Regions from separate parts of the Mus musculus genome. Here region 2 is linked to region 1. A link is a contact called in public HiCAR-type data. All regions are on one chromosome and are shown on one strand. The core of a region is the stretch at or near the end of the contact, and the rest is flanking DNA. Distances in the headings are between cores, read along the strand shown.

Region 1 (5,149 bases), core at 1,867-4,366:
GCCCTTTTTCCCACGACATCCCAGCCCCCTACAGAATCAGTGTGACTCGTCCTCACACTCCAGTCTCTCCAGGATAACCTCCCTGCACACATTGCTTTTGGGTTCCAAAGGAGGCCTAAAATGTAGACAAATGTGTAGCTTAGCATCCACCTGCTGATGCAAAGCCACACCTCCAGCCGAGGACAAAGAGCTGGTGATTAATTGCTGAATGAGGAGGAAAGGAAGTTCCATTAACAAATCACCATAGATCTCTTTTGGCACTTTAAACACTCTATCTTGCTGAATCCCTGAAGTCTCGCATCACTCATCAGAACATGGAGATGTGGAGAGGTTAAGCCCGTGTGTAGGTTCACAGAGAGAGGAAGTAGCATGTGGGATCTGAATTGGGGTCTGCCTAACTCTGGGGACCTACAGTCTCAGATCATACAGGTTATACTCTTCAGACTTGGTGACAGACGATCAGCGCTGGTTTCCCTCTGGAAAAGCACACACATCCTGGTCCCCAGAAAGACACTGGGCTTAAACCAGACAGCATCTTTCAGAGAGCGTCCCTGTTTCTTTATGAGAGCATTCGAGGAGAAGGCTGCGCTGATTGACGTGGGTTGTAATAATACTCATTTGGCTGTAATTACTCCTTGAATTCCAGCCAAAACGGGCCACGCTGAGATGCAGCTGTACACAATGTCTGGATTCTCCTACACAGCACAGTCAGGAACAGGATGGTCAGCAATGAAAGCTGGTGGGGGCTGAAAGAAGCTTCCATGTAATGCCCGTCTGTTTCATCTTAATCTGCTCAAGACCCTAGAGGGAGGGAAAAGAAAACTTGAGGTTGAAAATGTAGTTCCTTTATGTCTGCTGCTTATATTAGCGGGAACAAAAATAAGAGAGTGGGGCTTTGCTCCTTTGAAAGAAACCACAGGCTCATGAAGGAAAACCAGCAATGGGATGTGATTGGGCTGTGCCGTGGGAGCTGAGGAATGTCCCCAAATCAGCCTCACAAGGGTGTTGACATAAACTACTCACTAGGTGGACCAGCTTGGGAGTAGTAGGGCAGATCTTAGCCTTGAGAGAAGCATCGGGAGGGCTGAGAGGCAGAGCCAGTGTCAAGTCTATCTACTGTTCTGGCACAGGCTAGCAAGTGACCTCGGGCAAGTTAGTAGGCCTGTACCATTCCAGTTTCTCCTACGGCACATGGAAAGGTGAAGCACTCATCCCAGGTCTTCCTAGGAGAGGAAGTAGAGGGATGTTTGGATTCTAACCAAGTTGAAAGAGCAGTTTTCATTTGACTGAGTTTATTTTAAAGCTACATTGTCCTCTCACCTATGAGAGCCACTGCCCTCCACTTCCATTCCATGCTGAGGATGACAGGCAACTGGGGAGCCTACCTGAAGTGCCTTCACACTTTCTTACATGTCTCAACCTACAGGGGGAAGCAGGCAAAGCTGAAAGCTGTGAATACCAAGAGTCTTTAACTACAGGCCCTTTCCCATGAAACAGAACAGCAAATATGGAGGCAAGCCTCCTGACTGAGTTCAACCCTCTTCCAATCATCACACCAACCTGTGCCTGGAAATTAAACCAAATCAAACAACCAGTGGAGCATCCAGGTACCAGGATGAGTGGGAAGAGCACTGGGGTAGAACAGAGAGCAGCTATCGGTTTCTCAAGGAAAGTGAAAGGCATCACGGGTATCCTGTGGACCCACTAACCTCTATGTTGGCTGCACTGATCACCTGGAGGTCAGGAAATATGGATTCTGTTATGTCTTCTAGTTTCTGAGCAAGCTGATTGTTTCTATGAGCTCTGTGTCACCATACTAAAAATCGAAGGACTCTATAGGCTGGGAGATTCCTAAGGGTGTGACTTTGGGCTACTGGCATTCACTCTGCCCATAGCATACAGAAGACTAGAAGTTGCAGGGTACAGATACTCCCAGGAACTGATGAGTGGTAGGGTAGGATTGCTTCAGTTTCCTCTCTCACCCCTTAGGCAGCAATTAGAGCCAGGTGCTTCCCTATTCCCAGAGATTCCCTATAGAACACACCTCTGCCCATCCATTGTGGTACCTACCTGATAACCCACCAGTGCTCAGACCCCTCACAAAACACACTTTCCCTTCATCCTACATGGGTTGAGAGAGTTGAACTAAGTCCAGCACAGCCCAGGTTCCTGCCATCTTCTTGCTCTGCCATCTCATCCGTGTCCCTAGCACTGCCTTCCACTTTGTTTCGTCAATGGGTGTCCCAGGCAGAGCTATGCCCTGGGTTACAAGAAACTCTAAGAGAAGCAATTTCCTGAAAGTGCATGAGATAGCAGGGGTACCCTTCTCATTTCTTCAGCTGTCTTTGGTGGGAATTTTGTTACACGGAAGGCTGGAGTCATGCCCAGGTTCAAGTATGTTAATAAGACAGAGGATAAGTGGTTACAGAAAGCTTACCTTCTCTGCTTTGACATTTATTGATATCTACCTATTTTCTGTGTTGCAGTACACACTTAAATCAAAGTACTATTTTCTGAATTCTCAAAGAACGATAAGAACAAGTCTGTCTTTCACAAAAGAGACTGTGTCTCTGAGGCGTCCCTGAACTCACTCACAAGCCATAAGAGGCAGAGGGAAGATCCAATGCCAAGTCCTAGTGACAGATACCTGTACTGTGATTGTTTTGCCTTCCTTTATATGATTGTGTTCTACATGGTTTGACACCCTAACTTTGGATAGGAGACAACTAGAGTCCAGAGAAAGGCAGACAACTCAGACAGAGAAATATAAACCAAGTTGGGCGAGAGCCCAGGAACCCCAGCCATCTGCCTCCTGCTTCATTCCAGGGTTCCTGCTCTAGACTGACCGTTTGCCAATAGCCCATGTCCAGCTCAGGCCCATCCCTGCTGTGCTGTGGCTGTGCTATATCTGCTCAGTGAGTGCAACAGCACCTGACCTTTCTAAATAAAAGCCCTACCCACCAAAAAGACATCAGTACCCACTGTCTTTGTTGCCTGGACAACAAAAAGACATTGGTTCCCACTGTCCTTGTTGCCTGGGCAGTCCCCTCTGGGCTCAGCTCAGGAACTTTGAACTGAATTGAATTGTACTCTCCCAGGTTAGGAGTGTTTATTCTCTTGGGCCCGACTGTTGTCACATAAGAACTAAACAGTGCAGCAGGACTGAGCCACTAGAGTCCCCAGATCCTCCCCTTGCTGTCGTCAGTGTCAGTTGCTTAGCAACTGCCTTTGGCAGATGGTGGTAGAGAGAGCATGCCAATCTCTCACAGGGCTAAAAATACATTCCAACAACGACTACAACGACGACAACAGGTCTATTTTAAAAGATACAAGGCGCTCCCAACGTCCTCCCTTGTCTGCGAGGAACCGCAGTATACCAGTCCCTCCAGGCTTCTGGTTCCATCTGACAGTGTGGAAGGGGGCGTTCAAGGAAAACAACAACGACAACAAAAAGCAAAATGAAATAAACAAAACTGAAAGGCCAAGCACAAAAGGGGTGCTCAGAACACTGTCATGGGATAGGAGAGATGGGAGGAAGAAAGGAGAGAAGAAATAGCAGAGTGGGAAGAAATATCTAGGAGCCAGCAGCGAGCCTCATTCAGCTCTATTTTTAACCTATTCAAGAGGGTGGGGTTAAGGAAGCAAGATCATAAACCAGAGAAACTTAGCTACGGGGGAGACACAGTTTCACAGCAGAGGAAGCAGAGGTGCTAAGCATGAAGATGAGGAACTGGCTCATAGCCCATGCTCATGGGGTGCAGTCTCTGGAGACAGGAGACCTCCAGCTCCTAACCAGCCTAACTGTTTAACCACCATCAGTGCAGAAGCCAGTCCTTCTGAGCATGTGCATAGCATTTACTTATTAACTGTTCGTCTATACATTTATGCATGGAGCCCTCTTTTATACACTCACTCGCACACTCATATCTGTAGTCACCCATTGATATACTAATTATACACACACACACACACATACACACACACACACACACACATACACATATACTAGTTACTCGCTTACACACTCATGTCCGTGGCCATTCATTTGTACACGTTCATGGTATGTGTATAATGCCTGTGGCCATTCATACATTACATACATGCATGTGATTCTTTATACACTCATATATACATTCATGCTCATAACCATTCTATTCATACATTTGCTTGTATAAGCACTCACGCGTGTGACCACTTATTCATGCAGCAATTATTTATTAAGTCCCTGCTGCCCTATTGTCCCTACCCTGGAGACACGGTAAGGGACAACTACACATGATCCTCCTGTTTCTTGTGGCCTCCCAGGTAAGATAGGCACTGGGCAGTTAAGCACTGGGGTACCTCTTGCTACCTCCTTTAGTGGCATGCCCATATCTGAGTCTACAGTCTCTCCAGCCACAGGCCATTGCTTAATTGAGACTGAAGATAAAAATAGGAGCTTTGGCTACATTTGACCTTCCAGTGTGAGTAAAAATATTAAAATATATTCCAGTACCATATCACCTGAAGTCCAAATTTAAACATGCCTCTTACATTTTCTTTCCTAGTTCTGCTCTATAAAATGAAAAGAACCCTGATCTCCTTGCAGGGTTGTTCTATGGATTAAAGGACAACATCAAGATTTCTGCCCAGGCACAGAGGTCCCAGTCGCTGGCCTCTCGAAGGAGAACTTGCATGGGGATTTTGCTCAGGCCAACTGTTAACCACCTCAGTGGTGGAAAGGGGAGAAATGCATGCAATCTGAGCCCCTTCCCTACAGATCTGGCTAGGGGTGATGGCTGGAGAGAACACAGCTTTATCCTAAGGCTAAGCCAAAAGATGAGAGACACCACATGGTGCTGGTGACAAGTGAATTGGCAAAGAAATGGAAGAACCCTGAGACAAGATGACTGTGCTTGGGGGTAGGGCAGGGTCGGCATCTCTCTGTGGGCTGCTTGTTAAGGGTAAGGATGCCAAGCCTGTAGCAGAGACTTCCCGAATCGGAATGTCTACTGAAGGATGTGCCCTTTAAGCAAAATCGCTGGTACAATTATGATGTATGAGAGCCACTGGCTTGGGGACTGGGGAGGAACTGTTCTCCCTGGGGAATCAAGATCACAAAAGGCCGCTGTGGAATGTGAGGTCCTGGCCTGGATCCTAGAGCCGGAGG
Region 2 (5,467 bases), core at 826-3,325, 580 kb after region 1:
ATGGCCGCTGTTACCAGCTCAGGTTGGGGGTTACAAGAGGCACAGATAATTTGACAGTTGAGTGAGTCATGCATTTGTTAGAAGGTGTCAAAAGCCAGGACGAAAGGAAAGACAGAGGTGAGGAGTTAGGAGTACTGGGTACTGAGATCTGTATTTGAATCCTGAGTAGGGTGGGGGCTGGGGGCGGGGGGGGGGGTGGCGCGGGGGCGGTGGGTTAGCTCAGTGGTACAGTGCTCACTTGGTTTGAGGTCTTGGATTTCATTCTCAGCATTGTAAAATGAGACCCAAAGCAAGGCATTTAAAAAGAAACTGCACAGGGCTGGGGAGGTGTTTCAGTTGGCAAAATGCTTTCCATGCAAGCTTAAGGACCTGCATTCAATCCCAAGCACTGACATTAAAAAGCCAAAGGTGACAGTATGCTTCTGTCATTTCAGCCTTGAGGTACTGGAGACCGGAGGGCCCCTAAGGCTTGTTGGACAGTAAGTCTTGCCTAATCAAGCAAGCTGTATAAGCCCTGGAGGTCCAAGGCCTAAAGCAAAGAAGAAGTGTGAGGCCGGAGCACATGCAGGGCGAATGGAAACAAACTCAAAGCCAGAGCTAGAGTCGCTGGGGCCTGAGATCTGAATGACTCAGCACTGTTAGAATGACTCGGCACCACCATTAGAATGAGCCCCAGCTTCAAGCTCAATGGCACAGGAGGGAGACTCCATCTCCTCTCCTGGTCCTTCTCATCCTCTCCTCCTTTCTTCTTTTCTTCCTTGTTTTTTAACTCCACTGAAACTTAACCTCAAGGATCACGGGTATTGGGTCTACAAAGGAAAACCCTGGGTGGCTGGGGAAAGAACCCGGTTGGTACGTACACTTGCTATGCAAGCATGAGGAGCTGAGTTCTGATGTTCAGCATCCACATGAAAGTCAGGCACAACTGCACATGCTTAGTACCGCAGCACCGGGAGAGGGGGAGCAAGACAGGGAACCCCCAGCCTGCCACCCTTGCTGACCAGCAAGCATCCAGTTCAGCCAGAGACTCCATCTCGAGGCAGTGAGGCAAAGGGTGATAGAGGACACCAATGTCGTCCTCTGGTCTGTACCTGCATGTGCACCGTCACATACCCCAACACACCCCTCCTTGGCCAAGCCATTTTGAAGTCCACTTGTTCAGCTCAGATTTGGAATAGAAGCTCAGTTCTGTCTGATGGACGATTAGAGTAGGGCTGGGTATCTCACCACTGCATCCCACCTCGTCCCAGGGCATCCCACCCCATCCCACCCCTGACAGCCTAACCCTGAGGCCAAGTATGGTGTTGCACATTCATTATCCCAGCACTCAAGAGATTGAGACAGGAGAACCCTGAGTTCAAAGCAGCCAGCTTGGGCTACAAGAGGATTAAGAGTTTGAGATACTCCCATCTCAAAAATAAGTTAAACAAAATAAATAAAAAATAAAGCTAGCATCGGTGGTGTGCACCTTTGATCCCAGCAGCTGGCAGGTGGATACAGAAGGGATTAAGAGTTTAGGTCTTCCTTGGCTGCAAAACAATTTGTATAATTCCTTGGTTACATAAAAAAAAAGACTAGACTGGACTACCTAAGACTCTGTCTCAATAACAAAGAGAAGCAACCTCGAACTACCTCCAAACAGAGAATGGTGGTCCCTAGTGGGTGTCTCTGTAAAATTTATCTGGGCTAAGGAGGTGCTCAGGGTCCTGTAGAAGGGCTTTATAGGAAATATTGGGACAGAAAAGGCCACGAGTCTTCCCACCAAACTGCAGGTGTCAGGTAGGATCTGTCAGGTCTCCCCTTTCTAGCCTTCTTCAAGCATCTTGGGAGCATCTTTGCTGCTGCTGCTGCTGCTGCTGCTGCTGCTGCTGAGATGATCAGCAGCAGGCTCACTGCTCAGCATCCCGTTTGGACCAAACTGATCAAGACAATCTGGGAGAAGAGGGAGAAGAACCTACGGGAAGGGGCAATACTAATTTGTCTCTCTCAACTTGCAAAGATGGTACTGCGCAGGCACCTTCAGGGAGACGGCTGCAGTGGCAAGGAGTGGACAGCGGACAGGCTACTTTGGTCCTACACTCAGTGGAGACTCGGGACAGCAGTGCACACACACGGAGAGCAGGCGCTGTGCGTGCATAGGGGCGGGCGCCAAGTCGCTGCTTGCGCGCCCCCGCCTGGGGCTATAAAAGCCTTGCCACCTGCTGCCCTGGCTACGTAGCGCATCCGCTTGCCGGGAGGAACCAAGCTACGGCGGCTGCTGGACTGGATATGGACCCTGAGACCTGCCCCTGTCCTACTGGTGAGCCCCTTCCCCCTCCTGCAGCACTTTGCCCTTTCCTGGCAAAGAACCCACTCCTCTGTCTTCACTCAAGGACATTTGGGGGAGGAGTCCCTTCCCCCTACCCCCATCTTTAACCCTGTGATGATGATAATCTTCATTTAGGCATGGGGACGCCAGGTTTCCCTAGTATAATTCTTCGTGTGCTCTCTTAGGTGGTTCCTGCACCTGCTCGGACAAATGCAAGTGCAAGGGCTGCAAATGCACGAACTGCAAGAAGAGTGAGTGCACCCCCCCACCCCCAACCCCTGCCATAACCTCCCGCCGCGCCCACCCCACCCCCACCAGACACTATGAAGCAAAGCTTCCTGCTGCAGACCTTCAGATACCGAGGCTATTACAACCAATGTTAATTAACCCAATGTAAGGGGGATATTTTGATGAATTTCCGGAAGCTATTAAGATAGCCGCTTTGAAAGCTGAGCCCCACTCTTCGATTTTTCCAGAGCCCGAGGATCCCCAAGGAAGAATGGGGGGGTCAGCTTTAAAGTTGTAGTGCCTTGGCCCTTCTTAGGCTTTGTGGGGTCTCCTCAATCTGCTCTTTCCAGATTTCAGCGATGTAATATGCTTGGGGTGAGGTGTAGAGGTAGGACCAGCGCTTTCTTCTTCTCGAGTGTGGCTATGCATAGATCTCACGGATGTGCTGGCCTCGACATTATCCCTGCCCCTTCCCTGCTGCAATTCCGTCTCAGTACCTTTTACATTGGCTTGCCTTTTCCACCAGACCTAACTCTCCCTCTGGCCCAGGCCTGAGCCCAGCATTCCCAGGGAATTCCCTAGCACCCACCCAAAGAGCTGTGTGCTAGTTATAGGGTGACTCTCTACAGAGGCCCGGCAGTCACTGCAGTACCATGGATGCTGAGTCAGACCTGATGTGGCAGTATGAAGGGAGAGCCACCTGTCCTGGGCAAAGCCTGATGACTGTCCAGCCTCCCATACTGCTTTCCTCTGCCCTTTGATGGAGACAGATGCCGACATCAGACTGGGCACATATGTGCGCCCGCGCACACACACACACATTTTATCTACAGGCTGCTGCTCCTGCTGCCCTGCCGGATGTGAGAAGTGTGCCAAGGACTGTGTGTGCAAAGGTGAAGAGGGGGCCAAGGCAGAGGCCGAGAAATGCAGCTGCTGCCAGTGAGGACCCAGACCCTCCCACACAGCCTATGTAAATAGTGCTGGGTGTCCCTGGTGGGGCACAACTGTTGTCTTCCCCCCCCCCCCCCCCCCCGCCGGCTGCCTGCTCCGGGGTGTGAATAAATCCCATGCACAACATGAACCCAAGACTGGTCTCTTTTTCAAGTGCGAAGGATGTGGAAGGGTGGGGGAGGCCACTCAAGCCGGAGATTTAGGCTTCCCACCTGTTTGGGACCGGGACAGAGCCCTGGAGACAGTACAGACGTGCATGTGCTCACACACATGTGCACACACACAGATACCGTCATGTGACACTCCATTCTCCTCTGAAGTCCACCTAAGCTCAGAGAGGGAAGATGGCAGGTCAGGCCCATAGAGGTTTATCTGCCCAACCTAGAAACCTTTATCATCTGTATAGAGGGGCTACAGGGAATTAAAATCAGACTCTGGCACCAAACGCTTGTGATTTCTGTAATGTTCTAGTTGTTCCTCCAAAAACTGCCAGCTTTTATATACTGGAGGAGAATCCAGGCTACCCCGGACTTTATCTTGGCAGAACTGTGTCTCCAAGGTCACCTCCTTCCGTAGCCAGCTTGTCTCCCCCAACACAGATTGCTCAGCCCCTTTTCAAAGTCAATTTGGTTTGGCAATTGGTCTACAACTCCGCACCCCACTTCCCAAGGAAAAGAACAGTAATAAGGGCTTGCTTGTTTCCTTAGTTAAAGAAACCGTCAGTCCTTAATAAAGAGAACTCTCAGCCCCATCAGAGCTGCCAGAAACAGGAGAAATGGACTGTGGGAAGGCTGGAGCTACCGTGTAAGGGGCTACAGGGTTATTGTAAACACATCAGCTTTCCTCCATTCCGGACATTCCACTCAAAAGCTCACCACAACCATTGTTTCTCACTCTAATAGGCTGAGTTTTAAGAAGTTTTAAGGTCAGCTTTGAAAAGGAGCTGTAAGAAGCTCTCTCCAGCCTGAAGCCTTCTAGTTCCAAAGTACTGGGAAGTGACTATACAGGCTCTAGACACAGAAAACCCAAAAACAGACCCTTGGGATGATGAGGTGGCTCAGTGGGTAAAGGCACTTGTTCAATCCCCAGAACCCACATAGTAGAAAGAGAAGTTGTCCTCTAACTTTAACACAATCACCACAGAATGTGCATAATCACACATACATACATATGCATGCGTGCATTAATACACACAAACACATATACATAAACAAATAAACACACAAACACATAAACACACACAACATACCTGCATACATACACATACACTCATAAAACACACACATACAAATGCATTTATGCATAAACACACACAAACACAGACAAATAGAAGTAAATTCAAACAAAACCAGACCCCTGCATAGTCAGAGGTCCAAGAAAAAAATCAGTGGGGAAAGAGACACTCACTAGTTAGGGCATGGTTATTAAAATAATTGGCTTCCCTTTGTGTATCAAAAAAAAAGAAAGAAAGGAAAGAAAAACCCTCAACTTCTATAAACACAGAGACAAAAGCAGGAAAGATGTGGGAGAGGAAAATATAGGAGAGTATTTGTTACTTTGGGGTATAACTACATTTTAAAATAAAAGATCACCAAGTGTGGTGGCACATACCCACATTTGGAGGCTGAAGCAAGAGGTTAAGAAGTTCAAGGCCAGCCAGGACTATGCAGTAATACTGTGTCTCAAATATTAAAGTGTGTGTGCGTGTGTGTGTGTGTGTGTGTGTGTGTGTGTGTGTGTGTGTGTGCGGGTGCATATGCATGTGAAGGCCAGATGTGTCGTCCTCAGGTTCCATAGGCCTTGGTATTTTGAGACAGAATCTCTCACTGGCACTTGAAGCTCTCCAGGTCAGCCGGGCTGTCTGGCCAGCCAGCTCCAGGAATCTGCCCATCTATCTCCTCAGTGCTGAGATAACAAGCACACACCGCCTCACCAGCTTCCTGTTAGCGCTGGGGACTGTGGATCCATGCTCACCTTGTG

Evidence for each region. HiCAR-type assays count read pairs that join an accessible place to other places.
Region 2: a HiCAR-type map of astrocytes shows a contact between it and region 1, with 3 times the contacts expected there. The contact joins the promoter of Mt3 here to the enhancer-like site in region 1. A contact is called at or near these places in 2 of 39 promoter capture datasets (the 3T3-L1 cell line and cranial neural crest) and 1 of 115 datasets of contacts at active chromatin or transcription factors (astrocytes).

Annotation. Positions count from the first base shown.
Region 1 is chr8:93,566,660-93,571,808 of GRCm38.p6, forward strand. Gm26843 (a long non-coding RNA gene) reads right to left here. Exons shown (of 10, transcript XR_003947433.1): 10 at 1-801. Among named protein-coding and RNA genes, the nearest start is that of Ces5a, 33 kb to the left of the region's middle. Within about 2 kb of position 3,117, at least 115 of the 459 cell types and tissues checked have an H3K27ac peak or open chromatin away from gene starts, as enhancers often do. A contact at or near this core is called in astrocytes, where this site is marked.
Region 2 is chr8:94,150,532-94,155,998 of GRCm38.p6, forward strand. Mt3 (metallothionein 3) reads left to right here and starts at 2,076. Exons shown (of 3, transcript NM_013603.2): 1 at 2,076-2,299; 2 at 2,494-2,559; 3 at 3,370-3,617. The coding sequence starts at 2,269. The coding sequence ends at 3,479.